Linked DNA regions of Sus scrofa: region 1 is linked to region 2. A link is a contact called in public HiChIP or PLAC-seq data. All regions are on one chromosome and are shown on one strand. The core of a region is the stretch at or near the end of the contact, and the rest is flanking DNA. Distances in the headings are between cores, read along the strand shown. Region 1 has its middle 48 kb from the start of TARBP1. Region 2 overlaps LOC102158473 (a long non-coding RNA gene).

Region 1 (6,882 bases), core at 560-3,059, 150 kb before region 2:
GTTCAGGTTCTCTGCCTTTGGCCCCGCAGTGACCGCTGGGCTTCCTGTGCTGCCTCTCCAGTCCTGCCAGGGGATAAGTGCAGTCTGGGTCTTGCGTGCCGGGCCAGTCCAGGTGGAGGGCAGACAGGCTCTCCTGTGGGCACCCAGCAAAGCCAGGAGAAGTGAGATGTGTCCAGGTGCCCCTCCCCCTCCTCTCCTGAGTTGAACTTCATCCTTATGCTCAGAACCAGGCTGCCCACAGTCTCAGTGGTCCTCGAGCATCACACTCCACTGGAAAGCGCACTGACCGCACAAAGAAGACCAGCTTCTGCCCCACCTGGCCCTTCCCCTGAAGGAGAGCAGGCAGCTATGCTGAGATAGGCTCAGGCCAGGGAGAGAGACCTATTCTCCTCCTAGGCCTGACACCAACTTGGCCACACCAGCAAACTCATTCAGCTTCTCTGGGCCTCGGATTTCTCATTCTTAAAACAAATGATGATCTTGGGTTTCACTAAGTCTCTAAAAATTCTTTTCAGTTCTAAAACCCAGGGATTCTACACCTCTCCCCTTCTGGGCAGCCCCAATTCCCTTCTCCTCCGGTGAACCAGCGGGGACCTTCTTCAGTGGGGATGATGGCGGGGCTCCCAGGAGGCCGGACACCAAGGGAACAGGAACGGCAGGACAGAAGGGGGATTGTTCCGTCAGCTGGCAGAGGAGGAAGCAGAGCTCTTAGCAGCCCCCGCCCAGAGGCAGAGCCCGGGGCAGCAGACTCTCAGTGCTCTTGGCGTATTTCCGCCGGAAAAAACCCGCGACCCCCCACCAGCTGGTGGTGAAAGGCGCCCCTCTGCATTGGGTCTGATGCTCAGGCAGGCAGAAGTGGCTTCCCCCCCAAATCCTCCCTCAAAGTCACTTGCGATTAATTTAATTTCATAACCTACCTCCCACCCTACCCCCCAACCCCACACCAAATGACTTCTCTCCAAATTTACGATGTTCGAACTATTGACGGAGATTAACTGCTATAGCAACTGCACAACAGTCTGGAAGGTTATTGTGCAGTGGGAAGTCACTCAACTTCAAGGAGCTATGTTTACTTTCGGAAAGAGAAGGAAGGGATGTTAGCTTTGGCTATGGGACTCTTCAAAGTAAAAGATTTCAAGATGAAAGTGGAGATCAAGTTACCAGAACAGCAAATAAAGACCTCGGGAAAATGAGGAAATAGCTATCACGTGGGTAACGGGTGACAAATCTTTCTTATCTGTGGCTGGGGGTAAGGAGGGAACAACACTCAAGGTCACTGCCCACGTGTTCTTCCGTCTCACCCGCAGACTTTCTCAGAGCAAGGTCAGAGGGCGAATCATACATGGGGGCAAATTCCAGCCGGGTCTTTCAACCAGCCACTGTGCCCTGTGAAATGTCACACTGGAACAGGATAATTGGATGGTTTGGAGAAGCTGCAGAGGGAATCAGGGCTTTTCCCAAAGAAGATAAAAGCAGAGAAGCAGCGCCCAGCCTGAAACCAGCTGCCCCGTTTGTTCAAAAAACAGGTCTTCTAACACCGAGAAGCAGAAATCGAAACCTCTTTAAATCCCCTAGAATGTTTCGAACAAAACACCTATTTCATGAAAGAAATTGCATTTTAAAAGATCACGCCAACAGAATGTCCCAGCTGCTTGGTCACCTAAGTGTTTTTGGAAAAGGAAAAGAGCTATTCAGCATTAAAGATTCAGGAATGTCTGTTGACATATTAAGGAAACAACCTCAGGGGACAGCTGACAAGGCTCCAAGAAGCATTACCAAGGGAACGGTGACGCAAACGTGTTCCGTTTTTACAGGCTGGCGCTCCGCCAGGCTCCCTCGCCTGACGGCTGATGTCATGCTAATCCCTATCTGGGTTAGCGTCGCTTGGATATCAACTCAAGCGGCACAGTCAGCTGCAATCAATAGCAGGCTCCTTTTATAGAAGATAGTAAAGGAAAAAATACGTATACACAGAAAGAGAACTCCGGATTCCAGTGTGCTCAAACCTATACATTGTGCCAAAAATGGGGAAGGAAAAGAAATGAAGGTCCAATACAAATCTGGCAGTTCCTGTTGTGGCTCGGTGGAACCGAATCTGACTAGCATCCATGAGGACACATGTTCGATCCCTGGCCTCGCTCAGTGGGTTAAGGATCCGGCATTGCCATGAGCTGTGGTGTAGGTTGCAGATGCGGCTCCGATCTGGGGTTGCTGTGGCTGTGGTGTAGGCCGGCAGCTACAGCTCAGATTAGACCCCTGGCCTGGGGACCTCCATGTGCTGCAAGTGCAGCCCCAAACAAACAAACAAAAAACAAATCTAAGCCACACCTGACATAGTCAGGGTCTTTTCTGTAGAGTAAGTCCTATTGTTGATGAAAGATACTACTATTTCATGATATTAGTTTTTTGTGTGTTTTTTTAGCATAACTAAGATGTGCCTAATTCCCAGTTGAGCTAAATGAGGATGGAAGAAAACAGAAGACATTAGGTGGGAATGTGAAAATAATGATTTTTTTCATTATTGAACAAATGGGCTGATTCCTTTTAAACCTATGCGTGAAATATTGCTTTTCAAAAATTTCTGTCTTCAAGACCACTGCTTTTCAATTATTTTAGAATAAATAAGGAGAAGAAGAATTATGCAAATTTTCATCAGGCTTGGATTGAATGCGTATGTCAAGTGTCCTCCGTAATGCGCTGTGGGGCCACTTTGCATTTTCTTCCTCAAGCATGGCAATTTTAACTGTCCAAGAGTGATAAAGAAGAACCCATTTTAAAAACTCACTTCAATTATGCATATTCTCTTTCTTTACTAGGTTATACTCCGAGGGAAGGGAACTCTGTCGTCTTTCAGAGCAGACCAACAACAAAAGCATTTTTGATTCCCAGATTTTCAGAGTATAAATAATAACGATCATAAAATTGGGTTGGGAGTGAGAGGGAAGGATGAACACCAGTGGAGATAGTGGCGTTATTTTTTGTTTGAGTTTATTTTAAAGCTTTGTTGAAGTAGAGTGGATTTACAAGTTTGTGATCATTTCTGCTGTACAGCAAAGTGATTCAGTGATACATGTACACCCCTCCATTCTCTTTCAGATACTTTCCCCACATAGACGATCACAGTGTATTGGTTAGAGTTCTCTGTGCTATACAGCAGGTCCTCGTTGGCCAATCATTCCATATACCACAGGGTGCCTATGCCAATCCCAAATCCCCAGTCCACCCCTTCCTCCCCTCCCCTGTCTGCTTTGATAACCACTGTTCGTTGCAGCACTAGCCACAATCGCCAAGACATGGAAGCAACCTAAATGTCCAGTGACAGAGGAATGGATAAAGAAGATGTGGTGCATATATGCACTGGGATCTTCCTCAGCCATAGAAAGAATGAAGTAATGCATTTCAGCAACAAGGCTGAACCTAGAGATTATCATGCTAAGTGAAGTTAGTCAGACCATGCAAGACAAACATCATATGATATTGTTTATAGGTGGAACCTTAAGGAAGGATACCAATGAACTTATTTGCAGAACAGAAACAGACTCACGGGCTTTGAAAAACTTGCAGTAAGCAGAATTACTTTTAATAATAACGAGAAGGGATAATGACGATGACATAGCACATTGGATGCATGAATAAATGAAGTCCATAAAGCTGTCAGTGAGGTGATAAAAATGACACATTATTCATCTCTTACATGTTTGTAACACTTTCCTTCTAAGGTAGTGGGTTTGTTTTTTTTCCCCCCACCCTAAGGGATGTTTAAGCTTTGGGGAGTCTATAGACCGTATGAACTTATATGAAAAGTTGGTAGGTATATACCTATTTTTCTGGGAGGTAGGTTCTCACCTTTCATTGAATGCTCAAAAGGATCCAAAGGCCCCTCAATGTTTAAAACTGATGAATTCTCAGGAGTTAAAAATCCTTCAGAAGTTTGATCTCAATTATCCTTCACCTCCCAGTGTGATAATTTATTTACAGGTAGAGAAAGTAAGAAATGGAGAGGCTAAGTTGCTTGCCCAATGTCAGTGAAGCAGCCCGGTCTATTATTATCTGTGACACCAGATCAGATGGCCCCCTTAAATGAGCTTCTGTGGCATGTTCATTGGTCAAGAATGTTCCTGCTGAGCACTACTTACAAGGGAGGGACCAGAGGAAGCTTAGAATGCCTGCTGATGAGGTCAGTGTCAACTCAACTGATGTAACCCCCCCCATGATCTTCCATGCCCGCCCACTCTTCCTTCCCCCTTACCCACAACCCCACTGCCCAAAGTCTCCTTTCAGCCAGGCCAAGGCTAAGCAGAAGATTCAACTGCGGTATGTCAACCTTTTAAGTCTCCCACAAGAATGTAATTTTAGTATCACCTTTCTCTGATAAAGGCAACGTTTTCTTCAGAATCTTGAAACACTTTACATTGAACAGAAAGGATACAGGACAGGAAGCTAGGGCTCGCAGGTAAGAGGGAAGTTCCCATCACTGTAGCATGCAAATGTAGTTCTCCAACGCACAGCCTGGTCTGTTCTATGTTGACCTACACCAGCTCAGCCTAGGAATGGAATCCCTCATTCTCTGAGTCCAATTCCTCCTGCCTAGGGAGAGAGGCCAGACATGGATGGACCAGGAAAACCATTCAAGCCACCAGTAGGGAGCTGGGAAAAGAGTGCACTGAAAGTGGGGATTTTAATATTAATATTAAAAATTTTGATATTTAATGTCATTTACCATTATAAAAGGATATTTCCTTATCATACAATAGCTGAGAAAAAAACAAAAGGAAAAAGAAGAGGAAGGAAAAAGGATCTTGTAAACCCATCTCTCCCAGCTATGATCCTAAATGCAAAAATATCCTGGTTATTAGGGCTGCTGGCCCCTCCTCTTGCTGACTGTGACCTTGAAGTCACAAACTCTTGGTTCCTTTGGGAGGAAAATGCAGAGATGATAAAGCCTTCCACGCATGCCTCCCACAGTTGTTACACGGCTCAAATAAGATTATGGATTTGACAATGAGATATTTATTAAGTATCTTTATTATCGATATTAGAAATTCACACTGTCATTCTTAGAGGTTGCTTTGCCACCACTGGAGTCACAGCTACGAAAACTATTGCCTTAAAAACACTGCTTCTCATGCTAATTCCTTGCTCGAGAATTTACCTTGGGTCACTTTGGCCTGTTATTCAAATCCAAGAGTGACCTATCAGAATGTTTTCAATCTTTAACACCAATTCAAATCTTTTTTTCTTTTTCTTTTTAAATGGCTTACACCTGCGGCATATGGACATTCCTGGGCCAAGGCTCGAACTTGAGCTTCCACAGTCACTTGAGCCACTGCAGTCGGATTCTTAGCCCACAGCACCACAGGGAGAACTCCATCCAGATAAATCTTAACATCACTGGCCCACAAATTATTTTATATTCTGAAACTTTCCATACACTTTCCCTCATATATGACATTTTAGCCCACCTTAAAATGCAGATCATTGTTAATGCTTCATTTAATATCATTTCCATCAAAAGAAGTCAGGCTGAGGGAAATGGGGTTGCCTACTCAGAGCCAGTTTTATACATGGTAATTACATGACATGTCACTTACATTTACATCCATCTTGGGATTTTTTTTTTCTTTTCCAAACTTTCATTTTCATTCTCTACACCCTTTTCTAAAATGCTTAAAAAATAGATTTTACAAAACATGGGATATGAATGTCGTTTGTTGTGTATGAATTTGCTAAGAAATAGGGTATACCACAGCTGTTATTTTTTTCCACGAATACCACTCAATCTGTCATGCATTTACTATGTTTTATAAATATGTGACATATTTGGAAATATATTGTTCACATATCTCACATGTTTTCCATTCAAGACATGCTAAAAATATAGTATCGGTTTGTCAACATGGCTTTCGAAGGCGAGGAAATCTCTTCATTGGAAAATTCCAAGAAAGTTCAGAGTCCAGAGCAGGCGGTTATTCCAGGAGATCTCACTTCCTCTTTTTTCTTGGCCACATTCACGTATAAGTCTGTGCCTGTGTCTTGTAGAAGCTGTGCTTTTAAGCATCTTGGATAGAAAAATATCTGAAATGTATACCTTAAAAGCAAGGTGGTTTAGGAATTCCCATTGTGGCGCAGTGGTTAACAAATCTGACTAGGAACCATGAGGTTTCAGGTTCGATCCCTTTCTCAGCGGGTTAGGGATCCGGCGTTGCTGTGAGCTGCGGTGTAGGTTGCAGGCATGGCTGGGCTCTGGTGTAGGCCGGTGGCTACAGCTCTCATTAGACTCCGAGCCTGGAAACCTCCATATGCCGGAGAGTGGCCCAAGAAATGGCAAAAAGACAAAAAAAAAAAAAAAGCAAGGTGGTTTATGCAAACTGCTTCACGTCCTAGACTGCGGGTTCAACTTGATACACAAGAGAACACAAAAGAAGTAACAGTCTGGGGCCCCTCGTGTTCTTCCCGAGCTTCACAGAGAGACAGTGCTCCTGGGACGTTTCCATTAACTGAATGCAACTGAATGCTCTGAGGTGTGCCAGCCATCAATGAAGCTGGCTCCCAGAACATTAAAAATGCTTGGATTTTTCCATGTAAACGACCACAGCCCTGGATGGAAGTTAAGCCGCATAGCTTCCTGGAGAGTTTAGGACCCCGACATGGACTTGAGTGTCTATAACGCTTGGCTTGGGGGAGCTAAGGGGACGGTGGGAGATGAAAAGGGTAGAATCGAAATGTCACTTCTTTAAAAAAACAAAAACAATGGAGCATGATAATGTGAGAAAATAGATGTGTAACTGGGTCATTATGCTGTACAGTAGAAAACAAAATTGTATTGGGGAAATACCTATGAAAAAAAAAACAGAAAATAAAAAATAAAACAAATAAAAAAAC
Region 2 (7,472 bases), core at 3,652-6,151:
GGCCTGGAGTCAGACTGCCAGGCTCTGATCTGCCTGTGCCATCCTGGGGGCACTAGAGTGGCTGGTTTTGCCCTCCCAACCTTACCCCTCCTTAGACTATCAGTCTCTGCCAGCACCACCCTCTACCACTGTCCTGGGCCACAAACTGGGTGGGCCAAGGAGACCCTTCCCAGGTCAGTTAGCTCTGAGGAGCCTTGGAAGATCATGGAGATGTGGAAATGAACCTGCTTCTCTGGATGGCTAAGAGCCAGCAGGGAAGACAGGCTGCAGAGGGCCTGGTGGACGCTCCTGGAAGCGGGGGGTGGAAATAGAGTCAGAGAAGGTAACCAAAGACTTGCCAGTTGCCACAAGGTCCCCCTAAATCTCTTGCAACTAGCTTCTGCAAGGTTTCTCTGTTTTTAATATTAAACTATTTAAATTTGAGAGTCTTCAAATGGATTTTGGTTCCAAACAAACAATCTTTGCTAAGATTTCAGGCAAGTCTTTGAACCTCACTGGGCTTAATTTTCCTTATGGATAAATTGCATTGGTTGTACGAGAGTCTGCTTCTACCTTGTGATTCCACTTCTCATTATTCTCATTCTCTCCTTCTGTACTCAGGAGGGTGTTAACCATCAAAACTGAGGTGCATAACTTTGTGTATAATCCCTGGTAAATTTCATTTTCATTTTAGTTCATCTTACAAAATGTCTTACCTATGGGAATCTGTTCAGGTCTTTTTTTTTTTTTTCCCTTTTTCTTTTTCGGGCCACCCTCATGGCATATGGAAGTTCCCAGGCTAGGGGTTGAATCAGAGCTACAGCTGCCAGTCTATTGGTCTATACCACAGCCATAGCAAAGCCAGATCTGAGCTGCATCTGCCACCTATACCACAGAGATTTTTTAACCCACTGAGCAAGGTCTCATCCTGCCTTGCCTCCTGACTCTACCCTCTCAAGTTCAAAATCTCAGTGTGACTCTCAAGGCTTTCTCTCTCTCTCTCTACTCAACAGGTGACCAGGCGTAGTCGATTCTGCAGACTTAAAGCCAGTCTTCCCACCGTCTCTGACCAGGACCTTCACGACTTATCTCCCTGCCCAGGCCTGGCCTCCCTGATCCACCCCTCTTGCCAGCTCCACTTGAACACCTTCAATGACTTTGTGGTGTCTTGGACACATCCGGCTGCCTTAGCAGGCACATGGGACCTCCCGTGGCCTCAGACATCCCCACTGGTGGCCAGGCCCATCATAGTTGGGCTGGACACAGGGGCCTCCCCTCCATGCTCTGCACACATCAGAGCCCCCCAGGGCCCCTCAGGGCTCTTGCACTTCTGGCTGGACCACCCTGGCCCCCTCACTGTCAAACTCCTCATCCCGCCTTTAAACTCACAGCAAATGTCACTGCATTTGTGGAGACCCTCCCACACCCTCCCTAGGGGCCCACAGCTCCCTGCCCACACCCCACAACTTCCCCTCAGGTATAGAAGGCCCAGTGACCATGATCTCAACCCTGTGGGAGCCTCAGCACCCCATGGGCCGGGTTCACGCTGGGTGACCAAATGCCGTGTGGTACACAATTCATAAAATGAGAGAAGAAATGCTTTGGGGGCCTCTGAGCCCAGAGGCTGAGGAACCACATGAGAAGTGAGTGGCACTCTGCAGACGTGGCCCCTCCTTCCCTGTTTATGCTTCAAGATGGCCGAGAACCAGAGCAAGACCAGAAGCTGCAGGATGAAATGATGCTCTGGACCAGACTGGTGGTTTTGACCAGAGGCTGCAAATGAGGCCTGCGTTTGGCTTGATGTGCTCAGCTCACTAAAATGCAAGGCCTCCCGGAGAGGAAGACCTTGCCACCATTTGTAGGTGAGTTGCTGATGTGTGTTCATTACCAAGGCTGTTCTGGTCCAGGCCCTAGAGAGAGAAGAACGTCCCGATAAGCCTTGAGAGTCAAGCTAAGCAAGAGCAAAGCCAGGTGGGAAAAGGGAGGCACGGGCCCATTGGGTTCTGCAGCAACGCCCCTGGTGGGCGGAGCCCCATGGCCCTGGTGGGTGGAGGTTTCTCAAGACACACCCCACCCAGAGACTTTGGAAAAATCCAGGGCACAGAAGTCTCCTAAGGCAGGCTAGCAAAGCAGCGCATCATCAAGCAGGGAACACTGTGGTTTGCAGGCAAGACCGGAGGGGAACAGAGGATATGGAAACTTTCATGGACATGGAAGTGAGAATCAGGTGGGCCCAGCTCAGAGCAGTCATGAAAGAAACAGGCCCGGCCCGGCAGAAGAGGACAGATGGGCAGGGAGGAGAGGCTGCTCAGCGCTGCTGGGGAGGGAACATGCCAAAGCTTGTCTGGCCTAGTCAGGGATTCTGGGTGACACTGTTAGCAAATGACAGCTGACATGGAGGCGGCATCGCAGAGGTTAATGGATGACTCAGAGGCATTATTTATTATTGTTATTTTTGCCCCCGCTCATGTGGCTTATAGAAAGTGCTTTGTCAAGATTTGCAGGCCCAGCCATGTATAGATGATCTAAGACTGGTTCTTGGGGGGAACCCCTGTTGATGCAGCTGGAAAGCAGCCTGGGAGCAGGGGGGACTGAAAGATGGCTGAGGGGCACAGAACCAGGACGAAGAACGAGGCTCTGGACCCCTCCATACTAGGCGGGCAGCTCCAAGTCCACAGGCTTGAAGAAGACGGGTCAGGACAGGCTCTGCTGCCAGACTGCGGAAAAGCCATGAAAATTCTTCAAGGTGACCTGGCCCGGGTTGGCTTAACATAGCAGCCGGCCCAGTGGCACATTAATGAATTGCATTATCCCCGGAACATTTGCCAAGGGACTGATGTCTCCAGGATTCACTCAGGGTGATTGGTGACTGTATCAACTGAGAGGGTACAAATTCCAAGCCATCACCTAGCAAGTTCAGTATATGTGAAAAAGCTGGGCTGTTCTCCATAACGTGATGAACTACTCTAAGGAGAGCAAGACTGCGATTTTTTTTTTTTTCCCTTTGGATCTCTCTCTCCATCTAATCTGTCTATTGCTGAAGACAAGGTTGGGTCAGGCAAGGAAAGAAAGCACTTACCTGGATATGCATTGAATATAGACACAGAAGCTTTTGAGAATCTTAGAATGTTTTCTGTTATTTATGTGTTTGTCTCATTGTTTTTTTTTTTCTTTCTTCCTTTTTATTTATTTGTTGGTTGGTTTTTTGGTCTGGCCCATGGCATGCAGAAGTTTCCTGGCCAGGGATCGAACCTGAGCCACAGCAGTGACAACTCTACATCCTTAACCACTAGGCTGCTAGGGAACTCCCTCTTTCTTTCTTTTTAAAGAGCCTTCTTTTAGGTTTGGAAATCCCAAAGTGTGAGCAACCCTATTACGACTTGGATTTTGGCTTCTGAACACGCACGTTAATATGCGACTATATGCTCAAATGATTTTTGCGTGAAATTCACCCAGGCTTTCCAGGAACCAAGGAATCCAGCAGAGGGTTTCGTGAGAGCTTGCATGCAGGCCATGAATAAGACCATTGAGCAACTTTCTTGGGCTATAAATACCTCTGCGGCAAGCTTAAGAATTCAGTGAAATCCAGGGGGCACACGCATCTTTGAGGGGACAGACCCATGTGGAAGAGGGCCAAAGTCAAGACATGCTTTCCCTTGGGCACCATTTTTTTAGACTGCTTGTGGTGGGATTGGCCCGTGTCTCTCTGCCCACACAAACTCTCAGCTCCTAGCAGCTCTTCTGGAACATCTGGGACTTGCAGCAGCTGGGCAAGTGGAGTGGTCCAAAGGAAGAAGGGACTGGTGATGAAGAAGGGCCAGGCTGCCAAAACTCAACTGAGAAGATGGCCAGCATGACCCCCCCTCCTTCTTAAGGGCCGGAGTTCCTTCAGAATGAGCCAGATCCAAACAGGGCCCTCCCCGACCTGTAATGCACAGCTTAGCAGAGGGTCTTAGGGAAAACCGCAGTCCAGGCTGATGCTGCAGGGAAGTCCAGGGATCTTTCAGCCAAAGGGATTGGCTAGGGGTGAGGCTAGGCGGGAGCAGAGCTTGAGCTCATGGTACCAAAGGGACACAGCCTTAAGGACAGCACTTCCAATCACATGATAGCATGACAGGAAACAGTAAATGGAGAAACCAATGAGAAGGCCCAGGACACTTCTTTGGAAAAACCCAAGAAGGCCTTGAGCACCAGCCAGGATTCTACAAGGGCTATTCACATTTGGCTGGAGGCCGGCTCTAGGGAGAAGTCACAATCAAACACTCCCTGGATGTGTCTTCAGAGGAGTGATGCACACTTCTGAGCTCCTCTGGGGCCAAGCGAAGCCCCAAGGTCCCAAGGTCCCCAAGTAAACAGAAGACGGCCTCCCACACTCCTGGCGCTAACACGCAGGAAGCTGCTGGCCTCTGGCCCCTTATTGGCTGGGCCACACCTCTCATGACAGCCTTCTTGGCCTTACAGGCCCTAGTCATCCCAGCTGGGTTAAGAAAAGGTAACAGAGTAAGTGGAGAATTCAGGGCACTGGGCGGAGTTCAAAGATAGACTTCATCAGCGTAAGCAGCACTTTCCTGTTTTTAGGGCATATAATTACAATGTCTGCATTCAGCTTGGGATCCAGCTTCCTAGACTGACTCAGTCCACAGCAGCCCCTCCCTCCCTGTCCTTCTCCAGGACATGGATTGCCTTGAATCATTCTTAAATGTTTCCTGTATATACCACATTCTTTCCATTTTCCTAATCCTACGCTGTGCCTGGAACGAAACTCAGAGGCAAGGAAATAATGGCCCCTTCTTGTCCTCAAGGGGACTTACAGTCCAGTGAAAGAACAGGCATGCAGAGAATAACGTTACTGTGACAGCACAGAGGTGAGAGACCCAAGGCCGGCTTGGCTGGTAGGCTCCACAGGAGGAGAAATGGACCAAGATGTTACCCAGGCGACAGTAGGTGTGACTTGATACCTCACACCAGAAGTAGAAGCCAGGTGGAGAGTCACTGTGGAAAAGCACCTGGAAATCTAAAACCAGGGGAGCCTGAGTGGCCAGAAATGGAAAACTCAAGTGGGGGCGGCAGGGGCTGGTGTTGGTGGGGGGGTACACAAAGCAGAAATCAGGAAGCAGAGAGCTGAGACCAGTGAAGCGGAAGCTGGGGCTCTTGCCTAAAATTGCTACTACTCACAGCTTGGGGGGGGCGGGGGTGAGGCCAGGACTAAGCTTGTAGATGGGTCAGCTAGACTGCAAAGATCAGGGGCAGGATGACAAGAGATAGCAGATTTAGGAGATGATTAGGAGGCAACTGATTATGAGGCAGGAAGGAGAAGGAAGCATCTAAAATAATCCTGAGGTTCTAGCCTGGAGGCGGCCTGGCAAGGCGCCTGGTAACATAAACCAGCAGACTAGGGGAGGGGCAGGCTGGAGAAGGAAGGGGCTGGTCCCTCTGGGGCAAGTTGAGTGTCAAGGTTTTCACGGGGTGACCCAATAGACTGGTTAGGGAGTCACTGGAAATACAGCCTCTGTACCCCAGGATCCGGATCAAGACTGGAGACTGCATCTGGGGGTCATCCGCCAGGAGTGTAGACGGTCACCACAGAAGGTGATTGGCAGGTCCCAAGGCCAAAACATAGGGATCCTGCATGTCCCAAGAGCGGCTCTGAGTATGAGAGAGCCATGTATTGGGGAGGCGGGGTGGGTGCAGACGCTGAATCTCAGAGGCAGGGAAACAGGTGGAGGAGGGGACCTTGAGGCCATGAAGGTACCCTTCTTCAAAAACGAGCTTGATGGTGAAGGGAAGGCATGACATGGAGCAGTCATTTGAGAGGGGTTTTTTAGAGCAGGATGTCCTTGGCATGTTCCAAGGACATGGGAAAGGAGCCAACAAGTAGACAGCATTGAAAGTTCAAAATAGTGGAAATGATGGCAGGGAGCAGGAGGTCTGGGGGAGGGGCTGGCGAGGGGTCAGGTGGCAGAGCATCCTTTAAAGGGCCGCAACCCTTCATTTTCAGAGGCTGAGGGAGGGCTTGCAGGATGGATGAGAAGCTGGGCAAGGTGGTAGTGCCATCAAGCAATAAACACACCACTGCTCCTAGGACCGTGTGTGTGTGTGTGTGTGTGTGTGTGTGAGAGGGGCGTGAGAGAGAGAGAAAGAGAGATCTCAGATTATCAAGGCAAGGAGTTCCCACTGTGGCACAGTGGGTTAAAGGATCCAACATTGCTGAAGCTGTAGCGTAAGTTGCAGCTGCAGCTCAGATTCAGTCCCTGGCCTGGGAACTTCCATATACTGAGACGTGACCATAAAAACAACAAAAAAGATTATCCAAGCAAGTCTTTACAAAGCGCTGAGTACCAGTCACTCTTCATCTCTTGAGAGCTGGGCTGTGCCTTTAAAGGTTATTTGTATTGACCTGGCACACTTTGCCAGAGTGAATTTAATAGGAATAAGATGAGGAGAAGAACTCAACTTACAGTTGAAAAATAATAATTACTCAGTGAAAAGAAAGGATATTAAAAGAAAGAAAGCGTTTCCTCTCTTTTAAGTTGCTATCTTGTTTATATGCCTTTTTTTTAATTATAGTTTATTTACTGGAGTTCTCCTGTGACACAGAGGGCTAGGGAACTGCATTTGTCACTTTGGTGGCTTGGGTCACTGCTGTAGCACAGGTTCGATTCCTGGCCTGTGAACATCCACATGCTGTAGGCACAGCCAAAAAATATAGTCAATTTACAATGTTGTGTTAGTTTCAGTATATGGCAAAGGAATTCAGTTACATATTCTTTTTCACTTTCTCTTCCATTATGGTTGATAACAGGATACTGAATCTAGTTCCCTGTGCTATACAATAAGACCTTCTTGTTTATTTATTTTATATGTAGTAAAAGAACCCCAAACTCCAAATCTAGCTCTCTCCCCCATCACACACACCTTTCCCTTTGTAACCATAAGTTTGTCTTCTATGTCTGTGAGTTTGTTTCTGTTTTGTAGATAGGTTAATTTGTGTCATATTTTTATTTTTTATTTTTTATTTTTTTGTCTTTTTGTCTTTTGTTGTTGTTGTTGTTGCTATTTCTTGGGCCGCTCCCGCAGCATATGGAGATTCCCAGGCTAGGGGTCGAATCGGAGCTGTAGCCACCGGCCTACGCCAGAGGCACAGCAACGCAGGATCCGAGCCGCGTCTGCAACCTACACCACAGCTCATGGCAACGCCGGATCGTTAACCCACTGAGCAAGGGCAGGGACCGAACCCGCAACCTCGTGGTTCCTAGTCGGATTCGTTAACCACTGCGCCACGACGGGAACTCCATATTTTTATTTTTTAAGTTTCATTGAAGTATAGTTAATTTACAAGGCTGTGATCATTTCTGCTGTACCGCAAAGTAACCCAGTCATGCATATATACATATCCATTCTCTCTCGGATTCTTTTCCCACATAGGCTGTCACAGAATACTTGGTCCATTGGCTCTACTGGGTAGAGTTCTCTTTGCTGTACAGCAGGTCCCT

What was found. HiChIP or PLAC-seq counts read pairs in DNA pulled down with a chosen protein or histone mark.
Region 1: an H3K27ac HiChIP or PLAC-seq map of alveolar macrophages shows a contact between it and region 2. The contact joins two enhancer-like sites. A contact is called at or near these places in 2 of 47 Hi-C or Micro-C datasets (mesenteric adipose tissue and retroperitoneal adipose tissue) and 2 of 2 datasets of contacts at active chromatin or transcription factors (alveolar macrophages and skeletal muscle).

What each region holds. Positions count from the first base shown.
Region 1 is chr14:56,618,433-56,625,314 of Sscrofa11.1, reverse strand. No RefSeq gene overlaps it. Among named protein-coding and RNA genes, the nearest start is that of TARBP1, 48 kb to the left of the region's middle. Within about 2 kb of position 1,809, at least 70 of the 83 cell types and tissues checked have an H3K27ac peak or open chromatin away from gene starts, as enhancers often do. A contact at or near this core is called in alveolar macrophages, mesenteric adipose tissue, retroperitoneal adipose tissue and 1 more, where this site is marked.
Region 2 is chr14:56,472,995-56,480,466 of Sscrofa11.1, reverse strand. LOC102158473 (a long non-coding RNA gene) reads left to right here. Exons shown (of 7, transcript XR_002338950.1): 5 at 993-1,841. Among named protein-coding and RNA genes, the nearest start is that of IRF2BP2, 69 kb to the left of the region's middle. Within about 2 kb of position 4,901, at least 27 of the 83 cell types and tissues checked have an H3K27ac peak or open chromatin away from gene starts, as enhancers often do. A contact at or near this core is called in alveolar macrophages, mesenteric adipose tissue, retroperitoneal adipose tissue and 1 more, where this site is marked.